2 separate regions of the Mus musculus genome follow, and region 1 is linked to region 2. Evidence: chromatin contacts called from public Hi-C data. All regions are on one chromosome and are shown on one strand. Each heading gives the region's core, a stretch centred on a gene start, on an enhancer-like site or on the middle of the called end of the contact. The rest is flanking DNA. Distances are from core to core; before and after follow the strand shown. Region 1 overlaps Gm15322 (a long non-coding RNA gene). Region 2 has its middle 61 kb from the start of Gm15326.

What was found. Hi-C and Micro-C count contacts between places; a contact is called where the count stands out from the background.
Region 1: a contact with region 2 is called in a Hi-C map of cerebellum, with 1.6 times the contacts expected there. The contact joins two enhancer-like sites. A contact is called at or near these places in 1 of 39 promoter capture datasets (liver), 9 of 484 Hi-C or Micro-C datasets (cerebellum, cerebral cortex, female germline stem cells and 4 more) and 1 of 115 datasets of contacts at active chromatin or transcription factors (neural progenitor cells).

Annotation. Positions count from the first base shown.
Region 1 is chr13:112,045,407-112,049,009 of GRCm38.p6, reverse strand. It overlaps Gm15322 (a long non-coding RNA gene), which reads right to left. Exons shown (of 3, transcript XR_382921.2): 3 at 1-1,115. Among named protein-coding and RNA genes, the nearest start is that of Gm41061, 5.7 kb to the right of the region's middle. Within about 2 kb of position 2,314, at least 9 of the 459 cell types and tissues checked have an H3K27ac peak or open chromatin away from gene starts, as enhancers often do. A contact at or near this core is called in cerebellum, where this site is marked.
Region 2 is chr13:111,927,123-111,930,437 of GRCm38.p6, reverse strand. No RefSeq gene overlaps it. Among named protein-coding and RNA genes, the nearest start is that of Gm15326, 61 kb to the right of the region's middle. Within about 2 kb of position 1,622, at least 33 of the 459 cell types and tissues checked have an H3K27ac peak or open chromatin away from gene starts, as enhancers often do. A contact at or near this core is called in cerebellum, where this site is marked.

The DNA of each region.
Region 1 (3,603 bases), core at 1,065-3,564, 120 kb before region 2:
CAGGAGAGGTCAGGGACAGTCCATAGGTGAGGTCAGACCAAGGACCCTCTCCCAAAAGCCTGGCTCAAGAAAATTAAATTTCCTCATAGAAGAACCATTAGTAGGAAAGGAAGAGAGAAAGCAATTTTCTTGGTAATAGAGATGAGATTTTGACATCGAAATAACCAGCCCATTATTAACCCCAAAGAGACCTCCACAAACTGGAGGGACCTGGTGATCTGTGAGGCAGTGAGCTAGGTAGCAATTACAATTTTGGCAGCAATCTGATTCATAGCTGTTCATAAAAGTATCAAACAATATGTTGCCGATCTCATAGTTGTGCCTTGTGCAGTGCATTCCTCCTGGCTAACAGGAACAGGAGGGAGAAGCAAAGGTTGGCCCTGGCTTAAGAGAGTTGACCCACTCCAGGTTTCAACACCAGGTGCCCTTGTCCCATTCCGGAGTGCTTCCCCTTCAGCCTAAAACATCTCGACAGCTGATGCTGCTTGGCCCAATGGCCCACCCAGGCACAGCTGTTAACCGGAGAAGGTGGACATGTGCTTACAAAGTTCACTTATCATAGAATCAAAGATCATCTAGCCCGCCCCTCCCACTCACAGAAGAGGGAAATCAAGGTCAAAAAGGCTAAATTGCCGGCTCACTTTAAGCAAGGCATGGCACTAGAATCTCATCTACTCCAAGTCCAGATCCACACGGAACCACAACCAAGTGTTGCCGAGGCAGAAATAACAGATACCACTGGGTGTGGCCAATGAGAAAACCCCAAACTTGGGATCTTTCTTTAAGGCATCAGTGACGTTGCTCACTTTACTTCTCTGTCACCCGCATTTGTGAGGAGGCTCCCACTCAGAAGCTCTGCTGAGAGGAGCTGAGGCAAAGCCCGGGTGACCCCCATGGCCGCTGAAGTTAGGTCCTTTCCAGCTGGATCAGAGCCGCAGAGGTGAGAGGCAGCCGAGCCTCTGTCTTCTGTGAGCGCCTGCATTTCTGCAATCCCGAAGGGATTTCAAGCCAGCAGCTGCCTCCTCGGAGTCTTTGAAGGGCTTCTTCTCTTAGGGAACTTTGCATGTGTTATTGCGAATGGCGTTCAAAATGCCAGGATCCTAAGTCTGGACGAACTGTGCGATATGACAAAAAAAAAATGTGGCACATATTTTATTTCTTCTATTACCTAAAGAATTTTGTCTTTAATCTGTGTTAGGAAGAAAAATGAAAACCAAAGCCATTACTCTGACAATTTCACCTAAAAGCATGCTTGCTTTTATTTCCCAGAATTACTTTCATGAACTGATACAAATGTAAGTGCTTGTTAATGTGACATAGTCTCCCAGGACCTGGGAAGCCATGTGCAGCTCCCCATCCAATGTCACCGGAGTCTTCCAAGGAGCCCAGCCCTTTTGTATCAGAGTCCACTCCCTGCATTGCATTTTCAGTGCTAATTTTATTGTGGGGTGCTAATGTTTTTATTATATGCTCTTAAAAGTGTTCTTCTCACGGACAATCCTTATCTCTCAGATAACAATAGCTGGCAGACTGAGCAAACACGGATAATCTTCTGTCCCTCTTAGGATATGTGCCTGATTCCTCTCTCACTAACATAGAGGAATGAATAAATACAATACATTTTCTATCGTGTCCCCTCATTATCTGACATTAGCTATTTAGTGTTTTGATGTTTTTGACACCTAAGTTAAATCACAATTCTGATGATTTAACACGTCTCATCTTTCTTAAGACTCGTGGTAAGAACATTTATTTGTCTGATGATAATGTTTGCAACTATCTTAACATGCAAGTGTCAGCATTACCTTAGATACCTCACATTTTGACTTCAAATTCTCACTTGGCTCTGAAAAAGAAAACCTTTCTATCTTCTTAGCTAAGCCTCTCCCTGGTATTCTAGAAATAAGAAGAAAATATAACACACATAACCTAGCTCACCCGTTGTCCCTTTATCTCCTGCCTACAACATTTCACAGTCATGCGGGGTGGGGTGGGGTGGGGTGGGGTGGGGTGGGGTGGGGTGGGGTGGGGTTGTCTTTGGAAGCAGTTTAAGGAGTTGATCTCTGCCGGAGACTGGAGACAGGCAAGCAGGAGTCATCAACTACGGAGGGCATCTTTCCTAGACAGAAGTTCTTTCACCTGGTCACCTGGGTTGTCATTCCTCACAGGATGAAGAAACAAGGTCCCTGGAAGCTTCGATTCACAGCTGCCATCTCGCCACCAGTGGCGGATGGCTTCTTGGCCTATTCAGCTGAGGAGAGATGAATCCTTGGAACATATTGTACCAGGAGAGAGGAGAGGCAAGCCACCCAGAGTATCAGGGCCAGCTCTCCCAGGCGTGAAGGTTACACACAACCATCTGTACCAACAGCAAACAAGCTGGTTCATTTTATAAATAGAATAGTACTTGCTTCTGAAAATTCAACTGGCTTTTCATGAAGAACATCGGGATTTGTATTTCTGAGGCCTTTGCAAATTCTGCCCCTGCGAATCACATTTCGTTTGTGAGCCATACGCTAGTTGAATTTTAGGGCAGGACAGGATCTCACAGCTCATTTGGTTGAGCCTTTCCATCTTAGTGGTCCGGAAAATGAAGTGCATGGAGTTAAATGGTGTTTCCCAAGCTGTCAGAGCCAAGTTGTTGTGGTCAGAACCAACGGAACACTCCAAACAGTACTATAGAGGGGATACAACCAATCTTCGTTTATTTTAGTAATTAGGAAAGAAATACATGTTGGGGTGGGGAGGGAAGGAGTGGTTGACAGGACCCACTGTGTAGCAGGGTGTGTTTATCATTAGGAGTAAAAGCCTAGGCCTCCAGGTAAGCAGATGTTATTGGAGCCCAGCTCTACCACCTAGTAGCTGCAGAACTTTGAGCAGTTTCCCGCCGCTCCATCTCATCTGTGTCCTCACCTGCAAATGCAGGTGACAAGAGTCCAGCTGATGGCCATCAGCTGCTATCTTCCCTTGCTCACTTAGGACTCTGATCCTGGCTGCACAGTTAAAGCGGCAGGTTGATGGTTTCCCTCTGACCTTGAACTGTTCTCATAACCCTAACCGAAGTTCCCCAGATCTCAGCTTGCTTTCTCTAGATGCTTCGCGTGAAACTTGATCAGCCTGGAAGCCAACCCTGGCGGCTCCATTCCTTTTATTATGGCTGTGTTAGGTGTAGCATTGGAAACAATTGTATTGGCTGTGATGAGGAGCAGGGGTGGGGGTGGGGGGTGCTGGAAGATTTCTAACAAAAACACACTGGGAGGAAGACTGGGTGCTGCCATGTGTCCATGGGACACAGCAGTCTTCTGGAGTCATGAGCAGAGCTTGCTTAAGAACAGTACATCATATAGATGAGGGGAGAGCAAAAATGCAGAACTCTCAGAGCTTGGCATCCCTTCATCGTCTCACCTCTGTAGTCATCCTGTCATGGAATGGCTTGTTACACTAGCTAATAAACTATGTTGTGTAAGCCAATCTTACGTTATGTTACAGCTACGTGATAAATTGCCATGCTGGTACTTATATAAGGTTACTGAGAATGGTAAATTATAAATGCAGTGAGGGAAATGATTAGATAGTCAAGCCCAAATAAATATTACTTGTCAC
Region 2 (3,315 bases), core at 373-2,872:
GAAGATAAAGTTTGGCGGCCTGTATTCCCAGTAGGCCATGACCCACACTGATTCCAAAGACAGGTTAAACTCTAATGGAACGAAGAAGACACAGGAGGCTAAATTTGCTTTTCCCCCTTATGGTTCAGCCTGCCTAGAGTAATTTAGAGTATATTTTCTTGTTCAATTTTCATTGTATATATTCATCATATATGGTACTATGCTATGTGAGAACATTTTCATACAAGTATATATTATACAATGAACATATTCCTGTAATGTCCCCTCCTCTCTGCATCTTCTCCCTCTGTCTCACATTACTTCCCTTTGTTCCCCCAGATACTTTCACTTCTGCTTTTGTGTCATATGTACATACATGATGTTCTGTAACTATATAAAATCTAGGGCTCACAAGTGAGAAGAAACGTGGTGTTTGTCTCAATTCACTTAATCTGATTGCCTCAGGTTCATTCATTTCCTGCACACCATACAACATCATTCATTTTTATGGCTAACCAATCTCTAGTGTGTATATAGAACATGTTTTCATTCCTTTTTTTCCTTTTAGAATGCAGTTAGGAATGATGCTAGTTTAGTAAAGTAGAACTTGTAGGTTCGTCTCCAAGATCCATGACTTCAGCCACCTTGACGAGTGGGCTAGATTTCCAATGCCCGACATGATTTCTCTCCTGTTGAGAAGTAGATCACATTTTCTTTTTCTGTTCCTTGGTTAGCTTAGCTGCTAGGATAATGCTTCAGCAAACATTGATGTGTAAACATCTTTGCTATGTTGACTTGATGTCTTTTGAGTAAAGACCCAGGAGTATTATTGCTGGGTCATACGGTAGATCGAGTTTTAGGTTTTTGAGAAACAGATACTCGTGATCACCTTGCTAGAATTTTATGTACATGGTCTAAGGAGCTCACACCACCACAGTAGTTATGCAATTATCTCTATTTTACAAATACAGAGACATAGTTTAGTGACTTCCCCACTGTGACATATCTAAGTGTGGCAAAGGAGAGATAGCCCGGAACAGCTAACCTTTGGCATGTACTATACAGTTTTCCCTTTCCATTATATCAGAACAGTATATAGACTTTCAGATCTCCCAGGGTACACCCATTCCAACATAACGTATGAAAAGGGAAGCTTACAGTTGGCAATATAAACCTTGAATGCGCTGGTGAAAAAGAAAATGGATTCATGAACAGACTCAGAGTTATGCTTTCAAGTTCAAATGCAATTGAGTAAGAAACTAAACACAAGATAAGAGTGGTCAGATGACTCAAAGAGCAAGCTTTATCATCCCAGCACAGTTGAAGAGGACGCAGTACAACATTGTAAGAAGAACCATTAAAATATGACTATTATCGTGTCTTTATCATTCCCATAGCAACCTAGTATTCCCTGCCAAAAAAATAACTCAGTAGGCACCAAGAATTTTCAGCTACTCTTTTAGCACCAAACCCTTCCCACAGCCATTTGTATTAACATTTGCAAAAGATTTATTTCCCTTTGATTCAAATAATTCCACATTCCCAAGAATATCTGGACTGGAGCATGTCCAACTGCCCGCAGGGTCTGCAGCCGTCGCCTCTGTCCTGGGTAGCTCGCTCAGTGCCCATGAATAGCTCATTGTTGAAGACAAACCCACTGCAGAGAACAGAGGAAACACAGAAGAAGAGTCAGTGCCATGATCTGGAGACCAGTCTGGACTTCCAGCAATGAAGCTGGCAGCAGCAGCAAGCACCCCAGCCTGTTGTGAATTGGGGTGACCAGTGCTTCCCAGATCAAGGCTCCCTGAAGGTATTCCCCACTTCAGAATCCACCAGCAACTTACCTCCAGACATACTGAACCTAGATCCTTCTGTATAACCAAAAAGAAAACAATATAGGCTGAAACTCAAACTGAAAAATCAACCTCAAGCATTTGTATCAGGATCAAACACGGGTGCTATAGAAAAATACAAGATCGCTTTCAAGTAGTCTGCATGGCTTAACAACTGGCCAAAAATTTAAGAAGGGTTCTCACTTGATGAAGACTGAACTCTCAAATCTGCTCTGATGTTTGCTACTGACTTTCTACAAATATTCTGTTTATCCACTCAGGCTAATCAGCACATCAGAGAATGAACTAAGTGCCCACTTCAAATCAAGGGTTAAAAAGAATTATACCTTTTAGCTATTTGAGGGTGGTCAAAGAAACTCATAAGTTGTTTCGGTGATTGAACCAAACTCAGTTGCAGAGTTAATCAAATGTGGCATAATGCAGTCTTTTGACATAGGGATCATATTTGCCATCTCAGACATGTACTGGTCTACAATTAATGCCTGATGAGTATAACTTAGTAGCCACAAGCTTGTATTTTTGAGCATATGACTAATTTTAAAAGTTATACCTCCTGGTACTTATCCAGTCCTTCTTCAACTTATTTAGGATTTTACATTTTTACATAAGTCAGAAAAACACCATGATTATGGATAAATTTCCAGCCATATTCTTTTTCTTCCGGCATTCACAAATGCATCAAAACGTATTAGAGAAAAGTGATAAAGGGATCCAGTATGGTCTGGGGATTTGGCTTAGCAGTGTCATGCTTACCTAGTACATACACGGCCCTGAGTTTGATCCCTGGCACTACAGGAACACAGAAACAGCAGTGTGATTCAGTGGAGGTCACAACCTATCTGCAAATCCAATGGCCACGTCTTTTCAAGTAAACACATATCTGACTTTACACTCTAGGGGAAGGAGGGGATCACGCTAACTTGTTCTGACACACACTCCTCCTCCCCAACTGCTCTATTTACCATTCCTGAAACTAAAGCCAGAGGCCACACAGAATCTGAACCTCTAACCTATGGACATAGCCTTGTCTTCACTGAGGCCATTAGTGTATTAAAAACACAATGAAGAGCTGCTGGTTGGGCAAAGTCATTTTTCCTTTGACATTTAATTATCAGTAGAAAAGTATTTCTGTCTTAATACCCACATTCTGGCATATAATTACTGTAATAAAGTCTACTTCTTCCCTTTGGGTGACCGCTGCCAGTACCATGAAATCATGGCAATGGTTGTAAAAATAAGGGAGGTCACAGCCCTCCCCCACACACATACACACCCACTCTGCAGCTGATATTAAATAGCTTTGGTGGGAAAAGGCAGACCTTTAAACCCTCTACCAAACTCAATGCATTCTGCATTTAACTTCTTCCTTAAAACAGTTAGTGACGGAAGAATTCAAAAACTGCATATGGCCATGAGGGAGAAAAGAAGGCGCTCATACTTAATTAGCTACTAAGCCCAACTTGGACGAGGCATAACAACAACC